2 separate regions of the Mus musculus genome follow, and region 2 is linked to region 1. The links are chromatin contacts, called in public HiChIP or PLAC-seq maps. All regions are on one chromosome and are shown on one strand. The core of a region is the stretch at or near the end of the contact, and the rest is flanking DNA. Distances in the headings are between cores, read along the strand shown.

Evidence for each region. HiChIP or PLAC-seq counts read pairs in DNA pulled down with a chosen protein or histone mark.
Region 2: an H3K4me3 HiChIP or PLAC-seq map of embryonic limb bud shows a contact between it and region 1, with 7 times the contacts expected there. The contact joins the enhancer-like site here to the promoter of Rnft2 in region 1. A contact is called at or near these places in 5 of 39 promoter capture datasets (cranial neural crest, embryonic stem cells, maxillary cranial neural crest and 1 more), 2 of 484 Hi-C or Micro-C datasets (bone marrow-derived macrophages and embryonic stem cells), 24 of 115 datasets of contacts at active chromatin or transcription factors (the 230-238 cell line, SST interneurons, bone marrow-derived dendritic cells and 14 more) and 3 of 9 other capture datasets (adipose tissue, liver and macrophages).

What each region holds. Positions count from the first base shown.
Region 1 is chr5:118,242,177-118,247,449 of GRCm38.p6, reverse strand. Rnft2 (ring finger protein, transmembrane 2) reads left to right here and starts at 2,425. Exons shown (of 11, transcript NM_001109902.1): 1 at 2,425-2,478; 2 at 4,419-4,600; 3 at 4,934-4,992. The coding sequence starts at 4,577. Spring1 (SREBF pathway regulator in golgi 1) reads right to left here and starts at 2,223. Exons shown (of 5, transcript NM_001081236.1): 1 at 1,992-2,223. The coding sequence starts at 2,102.
Region 2 is chr5:118,766,329-118,771,601 of GRCm38.p6, reverse strand. No RefSeq gene overlaps it. Among named protein-coding and RNA genes, the nearest start is that of Gm42015, 74 kb to the left of the region's middle. Within about 2 kb of position 2,276, at least 16 of the 459 cell types and tissues checked have an H3K27ac peak or open chromatin away from gene starts, as enhancers often do. A contact at or near this core is called in embryonic basal ganglia, embryonic limb bud and oligodendrocyte precursor cells, where this site is marked.

The DNA.
Region 1 (5,273 bases), core at 1,176-3,675:
TAGTAATTACCACAAAGGCAAGTGGCCAGACGATGGGCAGGAGACTGCACTACAGTGAGGCACCGGGCATGGCCCGAATCACTGACTACGGTCAGTTAGATCCAAACTGACCAAAAGTAGTTCAGTCACACAGACAATGTAGATGAACCCTCTTCGCTTGAGCAAAGGATTACACATTTGAGAAGGCCTGTGGTGGAAACCTTGTCTAGACTATCACCCTAGGACAGACTGTGAGACAAAGCAGAAGCAGACTGGCCAGGCTATGGCACCAGACCAGGAACAGATGACAGTGTCTTGCCCCTGAAGGGGCATCAGAAGTAATTCAAGCAAATGAGTGTCTTAGTTAGCATTTGACTGCTGTGAACAGACACCATGACCAAGGCAACTCTTATAAGGACTACATTTAAATGGGCTGGCTTACAGGTTCAGAGGTTCAGTCCGTTATCATCAAGGCAGGAACATGGCAGCATCCAGACAGGCATGATGCAGGCAGAGCTGAGAGTTCTACATCTCCATCTGAAGGCTGCTAGTGGAAGACTGACTCCCAGGCAGCTAGGGTGAGGGTCTTAAGCCCACATCCACAGTGACACACCTACTCCAACAAGGTCACACCTCCTAATAGGGCACTGTAGAGCCAGAGTTTTGGGGCCTGAAGTGACAGGAAGAAATGAACAGCCTAACTGTGTCAACAGTGATGACATACGTCACTTAGTGAGATGCTGAGGACTGGAGAGGTATAAATCTGGCAGAAGAAAGGCAAGAGTTCTGTTCCAGGTGGGTGCAATGGAGACAATTATCAGAATGTGGAAAAGCCAATGGAGACAATTATCAGAATGTGGAAAAGCCAGACAGGATTACAAGGTCAAATCTGGGCAAGAGAGTAAGACACGCCCCCCCCCCCCCCCAGGAGTGACTGTGCAAAAGCGCAACCATTCAAAAGACGGACTGTGATACAGAAAACCAGAGAACTATATTCGTAAGAACAGCAAAACAGGATCAAAGGGTGCACAGGAGCAGGAAAGGCGGAGGGGCAGGTGACCTACAAAATGCAACTCAGTCAAGTGTGGTTTCTAGGCAAATGCTGGGAACTGGTTCCTACTACAGTGGGATGCCAGGTCTCTAGGAACTCTCTACCAGGACAAAAACGGGAAAGGGAGGTTGAGAAATTAAAAATAAAAAAATAAAAAATAAAAATCTACCCAACCAAGTTGTGCCCCAAAAGGGAGCCTGTTGGGTCACCCAGGTGAACAGGCACAGAGAGCCCTTGGCCACTTCCTGGTCTAGCCATCTCTACCTCCTGCCCATCAAGAAGCCTGGGGCTGTGCGGAGCAGGGAACGCGACAGAGGAGGGTGCACAGGTCTGAGGACCCCATTCTGCCTGGCCTACCAGCCAGATCCCGCACGGAAGAGGGGCGGTACAAAGACCTGCAGTGGGACGCCTCCCTTAGCGGCCTTCGATTCACAGGAGGACAGGAGGAGGATCACACAATCGGAGGGAGGAGGACTAGAGGGTTGAGGACTAGAGAGCTGAAGGGAGGACCAATGGATGATCCAGGGACTGAAAGGAAGAGGCTCAGAGGCTCAGAGGGAGGACTGAATGGCTGCATATCAGGAGGACTACAAGGTGGAGGACAGGAGAGAGGAGCATCAGAGGACAGAGGATCAAGGGAGGGAGGAACTGTGAGGATCGAGGAGGAGGGGTTGGAAAAGAACAGAGGGTGAGAGGTAAGAAGTTGGAGGGCAGAGGAGAACAGAGGATGGGGAGGCAGAGAATTCGAGGGAGGAGGAGGAGTGGAGGACGGAGGGAGCTAGGGAGGGGAAAGGAGAAGGGCAGAGGACAACGCAACGGAGGGAGAAGGGCTGAAGGAGGATTTTAGATCAGAGGGAGGAGTGCTCAGGAGGAGGATTAGAAGAACGATGGGGAGAAGGACATAGTATTTGAGGGAGGAAGCAGGATCGGAAGGACGGAGGTCCTGAGAGAAGTCGCTTACCTGCTTGAAGGTGCTGCTGAGGAAGTAAACTAGCGAGAGGCCGAAAACCAGGGCGAGCACCCAGCGCTTGCGCAGGAGCCGGCGCCACAGCAGCGCCGCCAGGTTCAGCATCCCGGTAGGGCGCAGGCGCAGAGACGACCCCACGGCATGACCCCTGCAATCCGCTTCCAGCACTGCTTTACCTTCCCGCAGCCAACGCGCCGGCCACGTGATCCGCCGCACGCCCCGCCCCACCTAGTGACGCCAACGCCAGGCCCCTCCATGCCTCCTCGCCATTGGTTCTGCCGGAGCCTCGGCTCTCCATTGGCTGAATGTGACGGCAGGGGCGGACCTTCTCGGACTAGAGGCAGGCCTCCCTGTGCGAGGGTCCTAGCGCCGATCGCGTTCTCGGTGGCACTGCCGGCCGGAAGTCACGTGGCGCCCTGGCCACGCCAGGGATTGGCTAGGCTGGATTAGCAGAGGCCGTGATTGCTGCAGTGTCTGGCAGGTAAATGAAGGCTATGCTCGGCCGCTGCTACCCTGTGACCCCGCGAGCCTGGCGGCAAAGGCGCTTCGCCGTCCGGTCTGGGGACGCCGCTCGCGCCCAAGCGTCCTGTAGGGGACCGTGCAGCCTCCTAGGGAGGACCAGGGTGTGTGGGACGGAGATGGTCCATTCATTCATTCTGTAGCATCCTGTGGGCTCCAGGAGTCAATACGAGCCTACTTGTACCGCCCGTTTGCCACAGAATCGTGGGCATTTAATTTATGACGTTTTCTCAAAGCTTGTAGGTGGAAACTTGGGGATACCGTGTTTTAGTTTCCCCGAGGATAAGGAGTAGTGGGGCCACCCGGAGTATCAAGCCAGATTGCAAATTCTTGAGACATGTTACCTGATGGATGACAGTTTCTTTCTTTATAAAACGGCCTGGTTGAGAGTGTAGCTAGGTGATAGAGGGCTTGCCTGAATATGACGATGATACCAAGGAGTCTTTTCCTAGCTAATTTAATCTTGCAGAAAAGGCAGGCACCTTAGCCTGTGGCTTCCTAGCTAGCTGCAGCCGAGAAGGCTGTGCAGAATTAATTAATTCCGCACCCATTTGTGTTGGCCTGGGCTAAGAGATGGATCTTTCTCTGTAGGGAAAATATGCCGGGAAACTGAGCCTGTTCATGGAAGCATATTCTTTATTTCTTTAAAGATTTTATTTATGTATGTATTTATTTTTTAATTATATGTTAGAGTGGGTTTGCCCATGGGAGTGCAGGTGCCCTCCGAGGTCAGTAGAGGGAGTCAGATCACTTACAGCTGGAGGTACAGGTAGTTGTGAGCCACCCTTGTGGGTGCTGGGAACTGGACTTAGATCTTCTGCAGGAGCAGTAGCCATATGGAGTCTCTCTCCAAGCCTTGCCCTTCTTTCTTGGCTTTCTATTGGTGCGGGAGGTAGGACGAGGTGTGTGCGGATCTGTCGCTGGGGAAAATCAAGGTGATCTAATCTCTACAGAGACGTTGGCCTTCCATCTCTGCAACTCCAAGGTGGACGGGCAGCCCAGACACAGGACCTCTCAAGGGTCATAGTAAACAAACCCACATGTCAATGACTGGTAAGTGCTGTGGGGAGGTAGCCTGTAACCCTCAGCTGGAAAACCATGCCAGGGAAGGAACAGCAGGTACAAAGGCCCGGAGGCAGGAACTCTTAACTTTAAAGTGTCCAGAGGTACCTGGAGTTCTTATGGCCAGAGATAAGTCACAGAATCAAGGTTGTAAACGGGTAATGATAACGTCCAGCACAGCCTGGAGGCCTCCAACGACTCTGATTTTTATTCTGGTTTCACTTAGAAGCCAGTAGAAATTCTAAAATCATTTTTATGGCCCCCCCCCCAGTGTGTGCTTGTGCACATCTGTGCGTGCGTGTGCGTGTATGTGTATAAGTGTGCACATGCATATGTACATATGTAGGTATGTATGGATGCTCAGGGTGGGGGGGCCATTGCAAATGTCCGTGGAGGTCAGAGGTCACCCCCAGGTGTCATTCTGCCAGAACTCGGCACCTTATTTTTGAGATAGAATCTCTCACTGGGACCTAGGGCTCCTCAGCTGGAAGGACTTGGCCAGGGAGTACTGGGAATCCTGGTTCTGCCTTCCCAGTGCTGGGATTACACAGTGCAATACCATGCCTGGCTACTTACAGAGGTGCTGGGGATCAAAGTCAGGTCCTCGTGCATGTGTGGCAAGTACTTTATCCACAGAGCTCTCTCTCCAACCCTCAGGATGCATAGTTTGCTGATAGGACAAACCTAGTAAGGCCATAACCCACCATCAGCACCTCAGGGAGGATAGCTCCAAGGCTACCAGAACTACTGGGCTATTACAGTACCCAGTCACATCCGACAGCTAATTCTGTAACAAGTCATCCCAAGGCCTGTTCACACAAGTGCTTTGTACCACCCAAGGTCTGCTGTCTCCAATGAGTCTCCTGTCCTGTGCTTCCCTCTGAAGAGGAGGAAGAGGAGGAGGAGGAGGCCTGCTCTCTCTGGGACCCAGTGGCCACATCCCATCAGGAACCCTGAGTGTCCACGGCACATTTCGTCAGCATGGAGTTCTGAGGTCCATGTGGCTCCTTGCTGCGCACCAGGTGACGTGTCTCCTTAGGGATTTGTACCTTCACCTATGAAGTGATGGAACCCTGGGTCCCACTGCTCCATTCTCTCCCCAGGAAACAGAGAGGTTCCTGGCTTGTCTGAGGCCACATAGCAAGTTAAAGGGGGCAGTGTCTGCTGCTCACCACACCCAACAAACACCTGTCTGCTCCCATTTGTTGTTTTCTCCCTTTTGGGTAGGAGCCACCTCCACCTGTGACTCTCTCTATTCTCACTGTGAGATGGGGTACTTATTTACAGTCACCATGGCAACAGGCAAGGAAGGAGCGTGTCCAGAGATGTAGCTCACACGTGTGTGTCGCTTTCAGGTGCTAAGGAAAATGCAGAGACGCCACAGTAGCAACACGGACAACATTCCACCTGAAAGGTAAGAGTCTCTGCCCCCCTCCCCAATTTCCTCCCATCTGGGGACCCTAGCTTTTTCAATATTAGTTATTGGGGGTATAAAACAGACCCAATGGAGAATTGCTTTGCAGTGTATTTGGCAGCTTCCCCCTTCCTATAAGAACGCACCCAAGGCCGCCGGCTTTATAAAGAGAAAAGGTCTGTGTAGATCACAGTCTTGGAGGCTGAGAGAGCCAAAGGCAAGGCCAGCTCAGTGGCCATATTTGACCTCATCACCTAGTGGCGTGGTTGGCAGTGGCGGCT
Region 2 (5,273 bases), core at 1,027-3,526, 520 kb before region 1:
GCTTTGGAGCTTAGCCTCTGGGCCGGCCTGCCCTGTCCTCTGACTCCATGCTCAGCCGGCACCAACATTCCCATCTCCCTAGCCATTGCAGGGACACCTGCTTCTACATCTCTGACACCTGTACCCCGACCTGCTGAGTCCATCTCTACGCTGTTGGTGCCATCACAGTGTGCCCCTGCCTTGCCCACACTGGGGTGGGGCTTCTCCAGCTGCCCCCTCCTCTTAACACTTTTCTCCCAAAGTCACATAATTGGGAAGGTTGGCCCTTGCTTACACAAAACCACTTCATCCTTCAGTTCCATCCCGTCTTGCTGGCCATCTGAAGTGGACACTGGTAGCCCCTTCTGGCCTCCACATGCTGTGCTCCTAGAACGGGCCCTGCACCCCACTCCTGACAACCGCTTTCTAGGGTTCTGCAGATCATTTAAAAACCTCACATTGACAGAAGGCTTTTTACGAGGTGTGCTGGCCACACCTGCTGTTAGGATACTGCTAGGGCCAGACTGGGGCTACATGATCTCCTCCTAACCTCACGGGTCAGAAGCCACATCAGGCTTGGGGTAGTGTATGGCCGTTCCTGTGACATCCCAGTGCCTGGTCAGGGCCCTGATGATCTTCAGGATGTAGCATCAGTGGGCAGCAGGATATGAGGATGAGGAAGATAACATGGGCTAAGCTCCGGGTAACAGACTTCCATAGTGAGGACAAGGTTTGAAGGGAAGGTGGGCTGGGCTGGCTGCAGGACTCTGGCTGAGGTTTCTTTCTTTCTTTTTTTTTATTAATGAGAAAGGTCCCTCACAGTTGGGAGCACTGTCTGGAGAGGCTATGGAAAGGTTCAGCCTTGTTTCAACAAGTACAGCACTGGGGCTGGGCTTTGGGGGTTTTTTGTTTTTGTTTTTGTTTAAGATTTATTCATTTATTATAAGTACAGTGTAGCTGACTTCAGACACACCAGAAGAGGCCGTCAGATCTCATTACAGATGGTTGTGAGCCACCATGTGGTTGCTGGGAATTGAACTCAGGACCTTCGGAAGAGCAGTCAGTGCTCTTAACCACTGAGCCATCTCTCCAGCCCCTGGCTGAGGTTTCTGATGGGAAGTGTTACTAGAGAATGCAGCTACAGACCTGGGGGTCCAGTGGAGGATGCATTCCTGCAGCCCCAGTGTGAATACACCCCCCCCCCGTTCACACGGCTACAGAGATTGCCTGTGGCAGGGTCCCTGTATTGCCCACCCACCTGATGAGCTCCAGCAGAAGTTTCTCAAGGTGTGAGTCACCTGTGGGGAGAGGAGGGAGTGGAACAAGCATTTACTACCAATTCCCTGGGCCTCACTCACTGTCTGAATGTCATTGGGGGTGGGGGGGGGTGTTTCTCTGTGACCAGGAGATCAAGGACAGTGACTTTGCCAAGGGCGAGCAGTGAAGGATGATCGATAGGTGAGAAGTTTCCGTGGGAAGTGGGTCCCATGACAGAGGTGAGTGGGTAGGGCCACTGCTGCCTGCTGCCCACAGTGATTCCTCACCTTGAAGGTGGAGTCAGAATCGGAGCTTGAGGAACATTTCTATTTATAGGTCCTGGGTGAGAAGAGATGCCTGCTCACAGAATGAAGTCTCCATGTGACACCTCATTTCTGACTTTGTTGGGGGTGGCTTGCAACCCAGTCTATGTCCAAAGAAAAAGGGTAATGGCAGAGCCCAGCCCTCACTGCCTCATCTTTAGGCACAGGAGTGTTTGAGTTCCCACCCATTAAATTCCAGGGTTGGGGAACAGAGCTCAGAGAAGCAGAGGAACCTGGTTTCTGTCAGAGGAAGGGAAGCTGGCAGGCACTCACAGCAATAGAAACTGCTGGACAAGACCAAATGAGCATGGCCAAAATGATCCTGTTCAACGGAAGCATGAGAAAAACAAAATCCAGGACTGGAGAGATGGCTCAGCGGTTAAGAGCACTGGCTGCTCTCTGCTCTTCCAGACGTCCTGAGTTCAATTCCCAGCAACCACACGGTGGCACATCTGTCGTGGGATCCGATGTCTTCTGGTGTGTCTGAGGACAGTGACAGTGTACTTATTTTATGCATAAAATAAATGAATTAATCAAAAAAATTAAAAATAAAATACAGTGACCTACACAATGCAGCATATACCGTACAACACAGAATCCAGAGGCCACGTAGAGAGCTGTCACAGCAGACTGCTGGGTTTTCTAAGTCAAGGCTGGGAGGGCCATTCTGCAGAACAAAGGGCCCTTGTGCAGTTATAACGAACAGACACATCATTAAACCTGCACGCACCAATAAGCAAGCGCAAAGAGAAGGCAGCAGAGACGCAGGCACAGTGGGAGATGCCCTCCTACCATCAGCTGCCTGAGACAGCTAGATGTGTATGGCCCTGCACCAGGCCATGCTGGCCCAGAGTGGGTACTGAATCTTTTGAAATGGACCTACAACAGAGGACTATTTAGTTACAATTTAAATTAAAAAAAAAAAACAACAACAACAAAACAAAAGAAACCAAGCGATATAACATTAGTGTCGTGTCCCACCCCAAGCCTCAACTGACCCAAATCAGCAGCCAAACCTAAGATCCCTGAGAGGACAGAGCCCTCTGAAGGCGGACCGCAGGAGGAAGAGTCTTAGTCAGATGTTTCTGAGCTTTAACACTGACTTTACGTTGAAAGAGAAGAATCTGGCTCTGTTGGGTAAAATAAAATACGTTGTTCAATTGAATGAATTTTCACCTATTTCTCTTGACTTCTTAAAGGTGGCTTCTAGAAACTGTAAAGTTGTACGGGACACACATCGTATCTCTTCTGACAACTGTCCCCGAATTAGGTCACAACAAGCCTATGAGAGAATGCTTGTAAAACAAACGAACAAAAAACAAGACGGTGAGTGGATGCTCTCTGGTAGGGCACGCTTTATGGTTTATACCCAAAGACAACTTTCCTTAACAAGGGGTATGAAAAGAGTCGGGAGAGTAACCTGACTAGCAAGATCAACTTAAACAAGGGGTCTAATCTTCACCTCTTACTTTTAACACCTCAGGTCGCATGAAGGGCCTCCTGGAAAGCTCTGAGTAACTGAATTTAGTCTGAAGAGTCCCGTTCTTCCCCACCCCCCATCCCCACCCCTTCCCTGAAGCCCAGGGCTACACATGCCTGTATATCAAGTGCAGCAATAAATTCAACATGCAATTACGATCCCAAGATCTAAGACCCGAGAGACAAACCTCTTAGGGAGAAAGCTGGGGAGCAAAGAAAGCAGAAGCCGAGACGATTGTAGGGAAATCTCAGCATGGAGAAAGCAAAGAGTACCAGACAGTGAACTGCTAGGAAAAAAGACACTGGACAAATCCACACACACACCCATAAAGTCTAAGTCAAACTGACAAACAGAAAACACACAAACGAACAAATTAAATTCCTCTCCTTTTCCCCAACCACCCTCCTCCAGAAGTGCCAGGAGCTGGTAGATTCTCTGGTAATCCGCTGCTATGTTTTGAGGTGCTATAAGGTCTATGTTGTTGCCAATGCTCAAATATCTGGGGGTACTTAGTCTTAGCTCAGCTTGGTCCAGGTTCAAAGAAAGAGCAGCCTCTCCTCTGTCATAAATGACCGGACGGTCACAGGTTGATGCTGCAGGAGAGAAGGGCCCGGTCTCTGTACTTGATGAGATGGGATTTTCTTAACTTGGCAGGGATGCAAGAAGTAGCAGGCCAGATGCAGTGTGCCTGTCTCAACCATGTGGATACCACCTCCACAGTCAGGCCTTGTACCTGAGAGGGCCAGACAGGATATTAATACAATCAAGGCACAAGAGCCCTGGGTGAACTGACTTGGAGTGAGGAGACTATTTTACATGTTGAGTAGTTAGCATGCCTTTCCCTAGGTGGCTAGAGCAGGCCCGTATGTTTCTAGTCTTAGTCTGGTGTGCCAATGTTCCCGAGTGTCATCTGGCTTCCTGGAACAGCTAGATTCAAACAAGCCCCATCAATGGTAGGACGAGGAGGGCATAAAGGCAGGGTGGTAGCCAATCATCTGAGAGGGCCCTTGGTCACTTCAGAGGTTCATGTTGGTATGGGCCCAAAGCAGGTGTTAGCCAATCAGAAAGACCTAGTGTGCTTTTCTCTCTCCTTTTATCTAAGAAGGATGTGAGACCATTGCAGGTGTCTGAGGCTGGGATCCCTGTTACCTAGTAACCACAGGTGTCAGCATCTGGACCGCAATCACTGAATAACATGCAAACCCATCAGGCTAATTCTCTTCAGAGAAAGCACATAGCCCTCTTCAGCCCTCCTCCTCCTCTTCCTCCTCTTCCTCCTCCTCCTCAATGCTAAACAGCACTTCTCATTGGCTTTTGACTTGCTTAGAGTTGTAGCCAGATGCTGAGCAATTTTTAACTTAAAAATTGAATTGACCAGGCTGGCCTTTCAAGGCTTTTTTTGGGGGGTGGGGGGTGGGGGTGGGGGTTGATCTACAAAGTGAGTTCCAGGACAGCCAGGGCTCTACAGAGAAACCCTGTCTCAAAAAAAAAACAAAAACAAAAACAAACAAACAAACAAAACAGAAAACCAAAATAAATAAATATTAAAAAATAAAAATTGAATTGAAGTGAGACTGAATTAATCTGGCCGGATGCAGAGCTAGAGGCCCAGGACATAAACCATCTTCTAAACTATCTGGATCCCCAGCCTTCCCTTGACACCTGTCATTAGTAACAGGAAATAGTAACTAATAGTGGCTCTCTGTAGAGTAGATGTAAATGACTCTGGCAACACCCGGAGCACGTGGGCCACACATTAGAAACTGCACCTCGGGTAGGACTTCCAACACGAGGAGAGCCAAGCTACTTCTCACAGTGACCAGGACCATGGCCGCAGCAGACTGAGCTCCAGGGTGTGGCTTCTGTTTCAGTAGCTAGTCTTCGGAAGCTTTTTAGTCCTTGTACTGAGGAAAAGCAGTTTCCAAAGGGGGTCTTACTATTTGATACCAGTTGGCATAAAATCCCTCACCCTGTGATGTTCTAAAGGCAGGGACATAAAACCGCTCAGGCTCACAGGTGGAGTGGAGGGCTGTGGGAATTGGAAACCAGTTGCAGAAGGTCAGCTGGATGGCCAACGGCTGTCATCATGTCTCCGCGTCTACAGCAAAACTTCTGCCACCTCGGGTTGAGCCACAAGCTACAGGAAGTCCTGCTTCCCGTAGGAGTAAAGTCAGCAATGATGGAATCAGGTGAGTACCAATTGATGTGTGAGCTGAGCAAAGTGCACAGGAAGG